Regions from separate parts of the Ovis aries genome. Here region 2 is linked to region 1. A link is a contact called in public Hi-C data. All regions are on one chromosome and are shown on one strand. Each heading gives the region's core, a stretch centred on a gene start, on an enhancer-like site or on the middle of the called end of the contact. The rest is flanking DNA. Distances are from core to core; before and after follow the strand shown. Region 1 overlaps LOC101116334 (large ribosomal subunit protein eL8-like). Region 2 holds the start of LOC101116334 (large ribosomal subunit protein eL8-like).

The links. A called contact is a pair of places that touch in the nucleus more often than the background predicts.
Region 2: a Hi-C map of muscle shows a contact between it and region 1, with 1.8 times the contacts expected there. The contact joins the promoter of LOC101116334 here to the enhancer-like site in region 1. A contact is called at or near these places in 3 of 16 Hi-C or Micro-C datasets (blood and muscle).

What each region holds. Positions count from the first base shown.
Region 1 is chr13:34,163,599-34,168,145 of ARS-UI_Ramb_v3.0, reverse strand. The region is part of intron 2 of LOC101116334 (large ribosomal subunit protein eL8-like); the gene reads left to right. Among named protein-coding and RNA genes, the nearest start is that of SVIL, 33 kb to the right of the region's middle. Within about 2 kb of position 2,410, at least 11 of the 54 cell types and tissues checked have an H3K27ac peak or open chromatin away from gene starts, as enhancers often do. A contact at or near this core is called in muscle, where this site is marked.
Region 2 is chr13:34,206,428-34,210,974 of ARS-UI_Ramb_v3.0, reverse strand. It overlaps LOC101116334 (large ribosomal subunit protein eL8-like), which reads left to right and starts at 2,718. Exons shown (of 4, transcript XR_009596050.1): 1 at 2,718-2,991.

The sequences.
Region 1 (4,547 bases), core at 1,161-3,660:
GATGAGTTCACAATGTGTTTACAATACTGTTGAGACCAGCTGAAAAAGCAGCAGACAAATAACCAAGAGTTTTGGATATTTGCTCTCACAAAAAATAATACATACACTTCTGATGTACTTATGGGATTTTAAAAGAGAAACAAAACTTAGCATATTCTTTTAAAATAAGCTTTCCAGGTAGATACACCAGAGGGTTAAGGTGAGACCCAGCTGAGTAGTTTATTTTTTTCATAGACTGCATCCCTGGGCACGTTTCCCAGGCTTGGTCTGTATAATATCCCCTGATTTGGATAGAGATGTGAGAATTTCCAATATCAAAGTTAGAGATAGACAGCTAAAGTGTAGGGACTTACTTTAATCACGTAAATTTGATGAAACTTAATCACCAGTGGCTACCTTAGGTCCTTCTGCTAGGTCTAACTCACTTAAGCCCCATGACAGCTGCCAGCCCTACCTAGACACTCCCAGATGTCTTTGGCTAGACCCCAGGAGCAACACCCTCTCCTAGCCCCCTCATCCTAAAGCTGGTCATCCTCTCCAGGCCAGGGGTAGTACTCGCGGGGTGCCCTTTTTCCCATTTCCCAGAACTCACAGCCAAAACTGAGGACCGTCATTAGTCCTCAGGACTGCCATTAGGACTGCCAAACTTATTGTTTCCTCAAAAGACTGTCTTTCCAAATCTCTTGGCAATATTTTGTTGTTATGGACAGTCACAGTTCCTCTTTTCCACTTCTCAGTGTATCCATTGATTTTCCTCCTCTCCTTCAAATTGCTCTGCTTAATGACTAGATTCCTGGCTAAAAGGAAATCACTTTAAAATTCATATCGATCTACTTTTTATTTTTTAAAAAGCCAAATCGATCTCAGGGCCCATAGGCTGAGGATATAAAAAAAAATTAGAAGTTTTGAAACCTCTGACTGTTTAATGAACAGGCTACCCTGCCTGGAGGAGCATCTCTGTTGATGGAAGCGTTTCTATAGAAACTGCACACCTGTCTGACAAGCATTCTCCAAAAGAGGAACCTGGCTGAATTTGTAACAAAATTTTCTAGGTTCCAGCCAAAAGGAATTATGCAGTTTCTCAGCTGATGGCCCAAAGGAAGCAAAGTTGTGTGTGTGTTTAATTCACACATTTAAAATATTAAGCCAAGATATTCAACTAGATTGTTGCACATCTGCTGAAAGGTGACTCTGATTCTCGAGTATATTTCCAGAAAAGCTGTCCAGGGAGAGAATGACTCTGTGGGCATTTTTCCATGTGATATGGGCTTCAGTGGGTGCAGGGTGGGGTCCCAGAGGGCCCTTGACAGCAGGTGGGCACAGACAAAGCACACCGTGAATCAGGGTAATTGACCATTGGGATCAACAGAGGGGGACAGTGATAAAAGCTGATAGTAAGCTGTCTGAAGTGGGTATGTAGGTTTTGCTGGGCCGTGAGGGAGATTATATGAGTTAATTATACATCTGACTGTTATGAGGGTCTGAACATGACTTTTGAACCCCACCTGCCCTGCCACCCTTGAACCCCTGGTGTCTGCCTCCTGCTCCCGTAGCCCCATTGACCTGTCCTTGGAGGTGGTGGAGGAGTAGTCGTTAATACATGAGAGAAAGCCCAGTAGGATCATCTTTCCTGAAAACTTCTATATATTTGAGCCTCTGAAGGCATATTTATTGTGTTTTAACAAAGTCATCTCCTGTTTCCTCCTCAAGCCTCCCTTACTCCAGCAAGAAGTGTTTTCTCCTCCTCCTTTCTGCACGAGCATTGCTGGGTCCTTGTCTTGTGCCATTGCTCACATTAATTATGTGGAAAGAGGCATTTCCCCACTTACCGCTGCTGCTGCTGAGTCATTTCAGTCATGTCCGACTCTGTGCAACCCCATAATACTAGACTGTTAACTCCAGGAGGCAAAGGATTTCTTTCTGTTTTGTTTTCTACTTGATGTCAGGCGCCTGGAACGGTGTCTGGTATGTGGAAGGTGCGTGATAAATGTTTACTGGGGTAAATGAGGTGGCGAATGCGTCTTTCTGACCCAGATTCCTTAGGCTCAGGACCCGTCCCTTCATCCATGAACTTCTTGCTGGACTGACACAGCGGCTGGCCTACTCACTGACCACTGGTCTGTGGGGTGTGATCACCCATACCTGGTCCCTCAGAGGGGCTGGGGATGGGGTGTGCTATGTTGTCACCACCTTGGCGATCTTAGGTTAAACTGTCAACTATTGAAGGCATTTCCTGGGTGCTTACAGGTGTGACATGGAAGGGAAGCAGCCGCCACAGGACAGCTCTGGCATCTGTGGTGGGACCAGCCCCTCCCAGGAAGCATCTGTGATGGATGGGCCATGGCTGGTGGGAGACGTGGAGGCAGGAAGGGCGTGTGCTTCCCTTCTGGTCGGGTCTTCCCTTCTGGTCGGGTCTAAGAGGAAGCCTGTGGTTAAGTCACGTGGCGGCAGAGTATCTGTCCCTGATGGGAGGGTTAAGATGGCCCAGACCAAGCCCTGCCTCTGTTCAGATACTTAAAAGAGGACAGACAGAGGCTGCATTGCAAGGCGTGGGATGTGATTTGTAGCAGATAAGGAGTTAGGTCTATGGAAAGTCAAATCTAATTCCGATGATCTAATAACATCTTTGAGTGGTTGCCCTGAGGGTCAATTCTGGTTGGTTATGGCTTTTTCTCCCCTCCCACCCAACCCCACAATCATAAGGAGGAGAGCGGGAAGCCAACTTTCTCAGAACCTCTGTGCCAAGAGAGTTTATCTGGAAAGGACATTGTAGGTACAAGACTTAGGCTGTAAGGCACAGTAAGAGTTGCCTTCTGGTCAGCTGATGAGTAACTTTGAGACGATTATGAGATATTAATGTCATAACCTGGATTTCTGCTCCTGTCCTCCTTCCCTGTGCGCTTCTCTTTCTTCTTGCTCATCATCATCGTCATCTCCTCCTTGTCTCTCTCACACACACACACACACACACAGACACACACACACACAGCCCCTGGCTGACACTTGAGAAACTGTCAAGCCTTTCCCTGTCAGGCTCTGTGCAGAGGTGGCTGGAGTCACTCTCGTCATCACCAAGTATTTATGAAGCTCTCACTCGGTGTCATGTAATTGCTGCCAACTTCTCCTCCTTCTCTGCTTTGTGCGCCCTGAGCCTTGCTCTCTAGTTGCTCCATGCTCTCCTATTCCGTTCCCCCAGGGTCATCCCTTCCCAGCCTCCCTTATCAAGTCCTAGTCCCTGCCCCGCCTCCACGTCCCAGAAGCCCACCTGGTTGCAGCCCTGCAGAGCCCCTGCTGCCCTCACCTCCAGCCCCAGGAAAGCAAGCCCAGCAGGTGATGCCAGTCACACTGGGGGAATCAGCACCCTGAGCTGTGACCACCTTGTCACTCCCTCCCTTTGCCCATCTCGCACTGGGCTCCCTCACCCTCCCGGGATACACAGGGCACTTGTGGTAATCTGACCCTTTGGCTGTGGCCCCAGGGCTGACATCTAGTCTCAGCTTAGTATAGTCAGCTCCTCGGATGCAGGCCTCCAGCCCCACCCGGTAGTCCCATGTCAACCTATATGAGAGGTGATGGCCCCACTTGGGAAGCCTTCACAGAAAGACCTAGGCTCACAAGAGAAATGGAAACATTCCTGTAGTTTTCACGTCTTGTACCTAGAAGTGTTACTTGGAGGGAAAATACATCTTTTTGGCATCTGCGTTCATGGGTTGGGGGTAGCTGCTGAGCTGAGTGGGGAGGGAGAATGTGTGGAACGGAACAGTGGGCGTCCAGGACACTCAGAGTGGGTGTGTGCACTGAGCTCAGTCGTGTCCGACTCTATGACCCCATGGACTGTAGCCCACGAGGCTACTCTGTCCATGGGATTTTCCAGGCAAGAACACTGGAGTGGGGTGCCATTTCCTACTCCAGGGGATCTTCCCAATCTATCCAGGCATCAGACTCATGCCTCTTGTGTCTCTTACATTGGCAGGCAGATCCTTGACCTCTGTGGCACCTGGGAAGCCTTCACAGAGGGAGTCAAAATGATTCAGTCTCTTTCCTAAGTTTCCATTTTTTTATTAGAGATTTTAAAAATGATTAAATAGCAGTTTTCAATACCCAGTTGATCAAGGTATTTTAGAAACCTTTGATTTGAAAAGTTCTAAGGTGAGTGATCTTTAGTTTGGTGGACAGATGGCTTCTGATGACCTAGGGTGAACTCTTGTATAAGTGAGTAGGGCTGGTTCTCAAGAGATGCTTCCAATACCCAAGGATCATAACCGAGTGCCAGTAGGAGAAGAGACTTAGAAAATACGCTCCATGCAGCCACATGGGTGTTGCATCATAGCAGATGCTAGCTGAACAGGAGCCCTAGTTGTGGCCAAAGGCCGTTGTCAAAAACAGAAGGGCTGGCTCTAATCTCCCCCACCAGGATCCAGCTCAGTGTTCCATAACCAGCTGCTCTGGTTGCCGAAGAGGACATCTCAGGGCCCAGGGTCACCCTCCCTGCCCTGCCAGAGCCAGCCCCCCTGCCTCTTCTCTCCACTTACTTTAGACAAGAGGAA
Region 2 (4,547 bases), core at 1,469-3,968, 43 kb before region 1:
CCATCAGGCTCCTCCATCCCTGGGATTCTCCAGGCAAGAACACTGGAGTGGGTTGCCATGTCCTTCTCCAACGCATGAAAGTGAAGAGTGAAAGTGAAGTCGCTCAGTCGTGTCCAACTCTTAGTGACCCCATGGACTGCAGCCTATCAGGCTCCTCCACCCATGGGATTTTCCAGGCAAGAATAGTAGTGGGCAGGGGGTTCCAAATCGCTCATAGATTCTTCTATATCCCTCTGACACACTGGACTGTTGTACTGATTGTGTTTCTGAGGACTCTGAGCTAAGAGGGCTATTTCATGATTGGGTCTTAAGACCTTCCAGCTTTGAATTACTGCACTTGAGTTCACATACAGATCAGCTCCAGAGGAGGGCAGAGGGATGAGGAGGGAGGTGGGGAGGCTGAAGCTCAAGCTCTGTTCTAGGGTGTTAGGGGCAGTGAAGCTCACTGTTGTTATGGACTGAGTTGTATTCCCCCGCCCCTTGCCAAATTCATCTGCTGAAGTGCTAACTCCCAGCATTTCAGCCTGTGACTGTGTTTGGAGGCAGGGTCTATAAAGAGGTAACTTACTTAAAATGAGGTCTCATGGGTGGGCTGTCATCTACTATGACTGGTGTCTTTAAAAGAGGAGATCAGGACACAGACACAGATAGAAAAAAGACCATGCCAAGCACAGGAGGACCGCTACCCTCAAACCGAGTAGAGAGTCCTCAGGAGAAACCAATCCTCCTGACACCTGATCTTGGATTTCCAGCCTCCAGATCTGTGAAAAGATTAGTTTCTGTGGCCCAGGCCGCATGGCCTGTGGTAGTTACTAGGCAGCCCTAGAAAACTATCAATAACACACTCACCTTTCACTCTTTTGATGGGGGCTGCTGTGCATAACTTGGTGTTGTGGTGTTCCTCCTACTCAAGAAGAAAAGAGTCTAACACTCACAGGAACAGCAGCAGGGGCTGGATGGAAATCACATGCCAGCGCGAGCTAGTGAAACAGACGAATAGCAAGTGTGGATTTCACAAATCTAAATTTACCTACTGCTTTGCAGATTACCAACTACTCCACGAACTTTATTAACTCGTTTAATCTTCGCAACTGCCTCAGCATCACCTGGGAACTTGTTAGAAACGCCAAGTTCTCCTCCCTGGCAGATGTAAAGCATCCGAAAGTGGGGCGGGGCTTCGCGACAAGTGTTTCAACAAATCTCAGGTGGAGGTGGGCGGAGGATTCTGATCAGCGAAAGTTAAGTATGAGAACCACTTGGGGGGGCGGGGGAGCGGAGACAGGAAAGGTCTTCCGTCTAGACCCGCAGGTCGGAGGGTGACGTGATTTTCACAGTTGTGACTGGAGGGGCCAGGATGGTCTCTTTGACAACGGGCCCGGAGCGCCTGTGACTACAAAGTTCGCACACCTTGCTGGGTTTTATCCCTGGATCGACTGGACCCTCGGAGCTCCAGTTCCGGGTCTCTAAGGTCGGTGGCGCCCCTCCGGCCTCAGAGCGGCCGCAGGTCTGGAGCCCCAGGAGCAAGGCGAGCCCTGGGGCCCGGAGCCGCCGGACGCGTGCGCGCGCGTTCCCCAGCAGGCGCGGGCGCGCGCCTAGGGGGTGGGTCGCCCGGGCCCCGCTGGCCTGGCGCGCGGTCCGAGCCACTCAGAGCGCCCGGCGGCCGACACCCGGGGGCCCTACAATTAATACCCGGCGCCCGCCCGCCGCTCCGGGACTCGCGCGCCCGCTCTCTGGGAAGGAGGCGCTAGCTGGGCCCTGACCCTCCTCGCAACTCGTCTGCTCTGGCAGCTGTGGCGACGGAGCTCCGGACAGACCCTCTTGAGCCCCTCGCCGAGAGCCAGCTCGCGCAAGGACCAGTGTTCCACGCCCCCGCCACCCTCATCGCCGCGGGGAGTTCTGCGCCGCCGGCCGGCAGGCAGGTGGGCGAGCGCGCCGGCTAGGTAAGTGCGGGAAGTCCGGGCGCGCGGGTGAACCCGCGGGGCTGGGGACGCGGACCCTCGCGCGTGGGTGTACTCTCGGCTCCTCTTGGCCCCCCTCTAAAGTTGTACCCGGTATCTGGGCTAGGGGGAGACGGATAGGCTCACCTGCTGGAAGTGTGTTTACTTGGGCGAAAGAGCGAGTCATTGGCCAGCCACTCCCCCCTGGCTGGGGAGCGACACGCCGGCCGACCTTGGGCTCCCCCGGGACTGCGACTGTCCCTGAAGCTGCCCCAAGCGTCTTCCGAGTCCTAGGACCCGGGGGTGTGATAAAGCCACTACCCTCTCCTCCGGCCCTTTCAATTCGGGCAGAAGAGGGCTACTGAGAATCAAGACCCAAACTTTGTTTGACACAGTAAAACTGACTTTCCAGGGCTTTTTAAAACTCGTCTTGCTCACGCGGTTAATGGTGGGTTCCTGAGGACGCCTCCGGGGAGCAGGGCTGGACCGGCCGGCCCGCGAGTGGGGCGCGCAGTGGCCCCGGGGCACAGGGACAGCCCTGGTCTTCTTGGGCCGGGGTCGGGCCCAGCTTGCGCATAACGGCCCAGGACAGTGCCGGCGCGCTGGCCCCTACGCTCGTGGGTGGCCGCGGTGGGAGGCGCGGGAGTCCCTGCGCTCGGCCGGGCTCCATGTTCCCGACCCGCTCCAGCCCGGGGAAGCTCTGGCCGGTGGCCCGGCAGAGGGCGCCCGCTCCCGATCGCCGCGCCGGCCGGAGGAGGGAGGGCACTCGAGTGAGGCTCCAGGTGAGGAGCTGTGAATCATCCCGGGAGGGGGACCCGGTCCTCTGGGAAAGCAGGCAGGGAGTGGCCGCGGCGCTGTCGAGAGTCCGGGCTGCCCAGCGGCTGTCGGGCCAGGAGCGGCAGCTGTGCCCCGGGAGGTCTGGGGTAGGCTCGGAAAGAAGGTGAGGAGCGTCCCTCCGCACGGTGGCCGAGGGCAGGGATCAGCTGCACAGAGCTTCGGCGGGCAGACAGAAGGACGCTCCGCGGCGCGCCCTCCCCCGGGGGCAGGAGGTGAGGTTAGTTGGACTTGGGCTTGGGGCGGTCCTGCTGGCGGAGGCTGATCTCCGGACCGCCGCGATGGGGCGCTCCCGGGGGCGGGGGCCCGCGGGGTCCCGGAGCAACAACAAAGGCGCGGCGCGGCCGCCGCTCCCACCCACTTCCGTCCCCGGCGCGCCCGGGCGCGCGCCGCCCCGCGGCACCGGCCGGCTCAGGCTTCCCCTCCGCGGAGTTTCGGGAAGTTAGCGGGGCGGCCCGTTAGGCGGGGAGGAGGGGCGGGGAAGGGGCGGCCCGGGGAGGGGCAAGCGTGTGCCCAGAGCTGCGACACTGCCGGCCTCCCAGTTTCACCGCCTGGGCGGAGGGCGAGGCAGCAGCGGCCCCCGGGCGCCTTCCTCGGGGTCCCTGGGTCGCGCCCCAGCGGTGGGAAGTGCCGGCGCCGCGCGCCCTGCCAGCCCGCCGGGCCACGCCCCTCCGCGCGGGCTCCCGGAAGGGAGGGGTTTAGTCCCGGGGTGACAGCGGCCGCCCCCCGGTACCCTGAGGGGAGCTCCAGAAGGCGGTAATTGCATTACTGTGAGGGAGCGACCCGGCGGCTCCAGTTCAGGCCGCAATCTGGGTCAGGTGCGGGGTTAAGCGCTTCTGGCGTCCGCATTACAGCTCCTGTGCAGTCCTGACGGTTTGTTGTAATTGGAAGTTCCGCCGGGGGGAGAGGACGGCGGGGAGAAAGAGGAGAGCTCCTGTCCTCCCCCGAGGTTGTGGTCACTGCGTGCAAACCGCAGACTTAGGCACAAGCCTGTCCTTGGGATGGCTGGGGCAGCATCTCCCTTGTGCGACAGACGTTTCCCGAGAGCAGGACGCCAGAGGAGGTGCTGCCCAGGAGAAACCCGGGGCGCTCCGCTCTGGTGTGAAACCGTATCCCGCCGTAATCTATGGATAGATTTCAAGTTTTCTTATCTGCCGCCACTCCCTGCTGAAGTAGGGAAAGGCCTTCTGAGACTCTTATGTCCACTTAGGAAGGATCGTCACCATTCACTTTAAGCCTCCCGCAGAAAGATGACTTCTACCGTTAAGTTGGGGAAACGGGCTCAAAGAGGTTTCCAGCACCGAGAGTCTGTCCCGCTCGCTCCAAAGGGTACCGTTCGTTTGCTAGTCCCAGTTCCTATCCCAAAGGCTGCCCCTCCAGAGGCGTTGTGGATTGGTGACTGCAGAGTCAGTGGTACAAGCTCTAAGCCTGGATTCCGTTTGATGGTGTTAGTTATTTGGATTAGATTGACTTCACCTGTGGCTGACTTTTGCGCGGCTCAGGGCCTCCCCTAAACCAAGTTTTTTTAGGCCACCGAGAGCAACTTGCAGGATCTCAGTTCCCCAACCAGGGATTTAACCCAGGCCCATGGGTTCTGGCAGTGAAAGCCAGAACCCTAACCATTAGGCTACCAGGGACGCCCCCCGCCCTCCCCCCCAACTCTTAGTTTAAAGCTTAAGGTATATGAAGACAACTAAACTGCTTAGAGTCATCTGACAGCACCAAAGAGAGGCAGAAACAGCTGCGGTTTGCCTCTACAGGCATCTCATTAGGCAG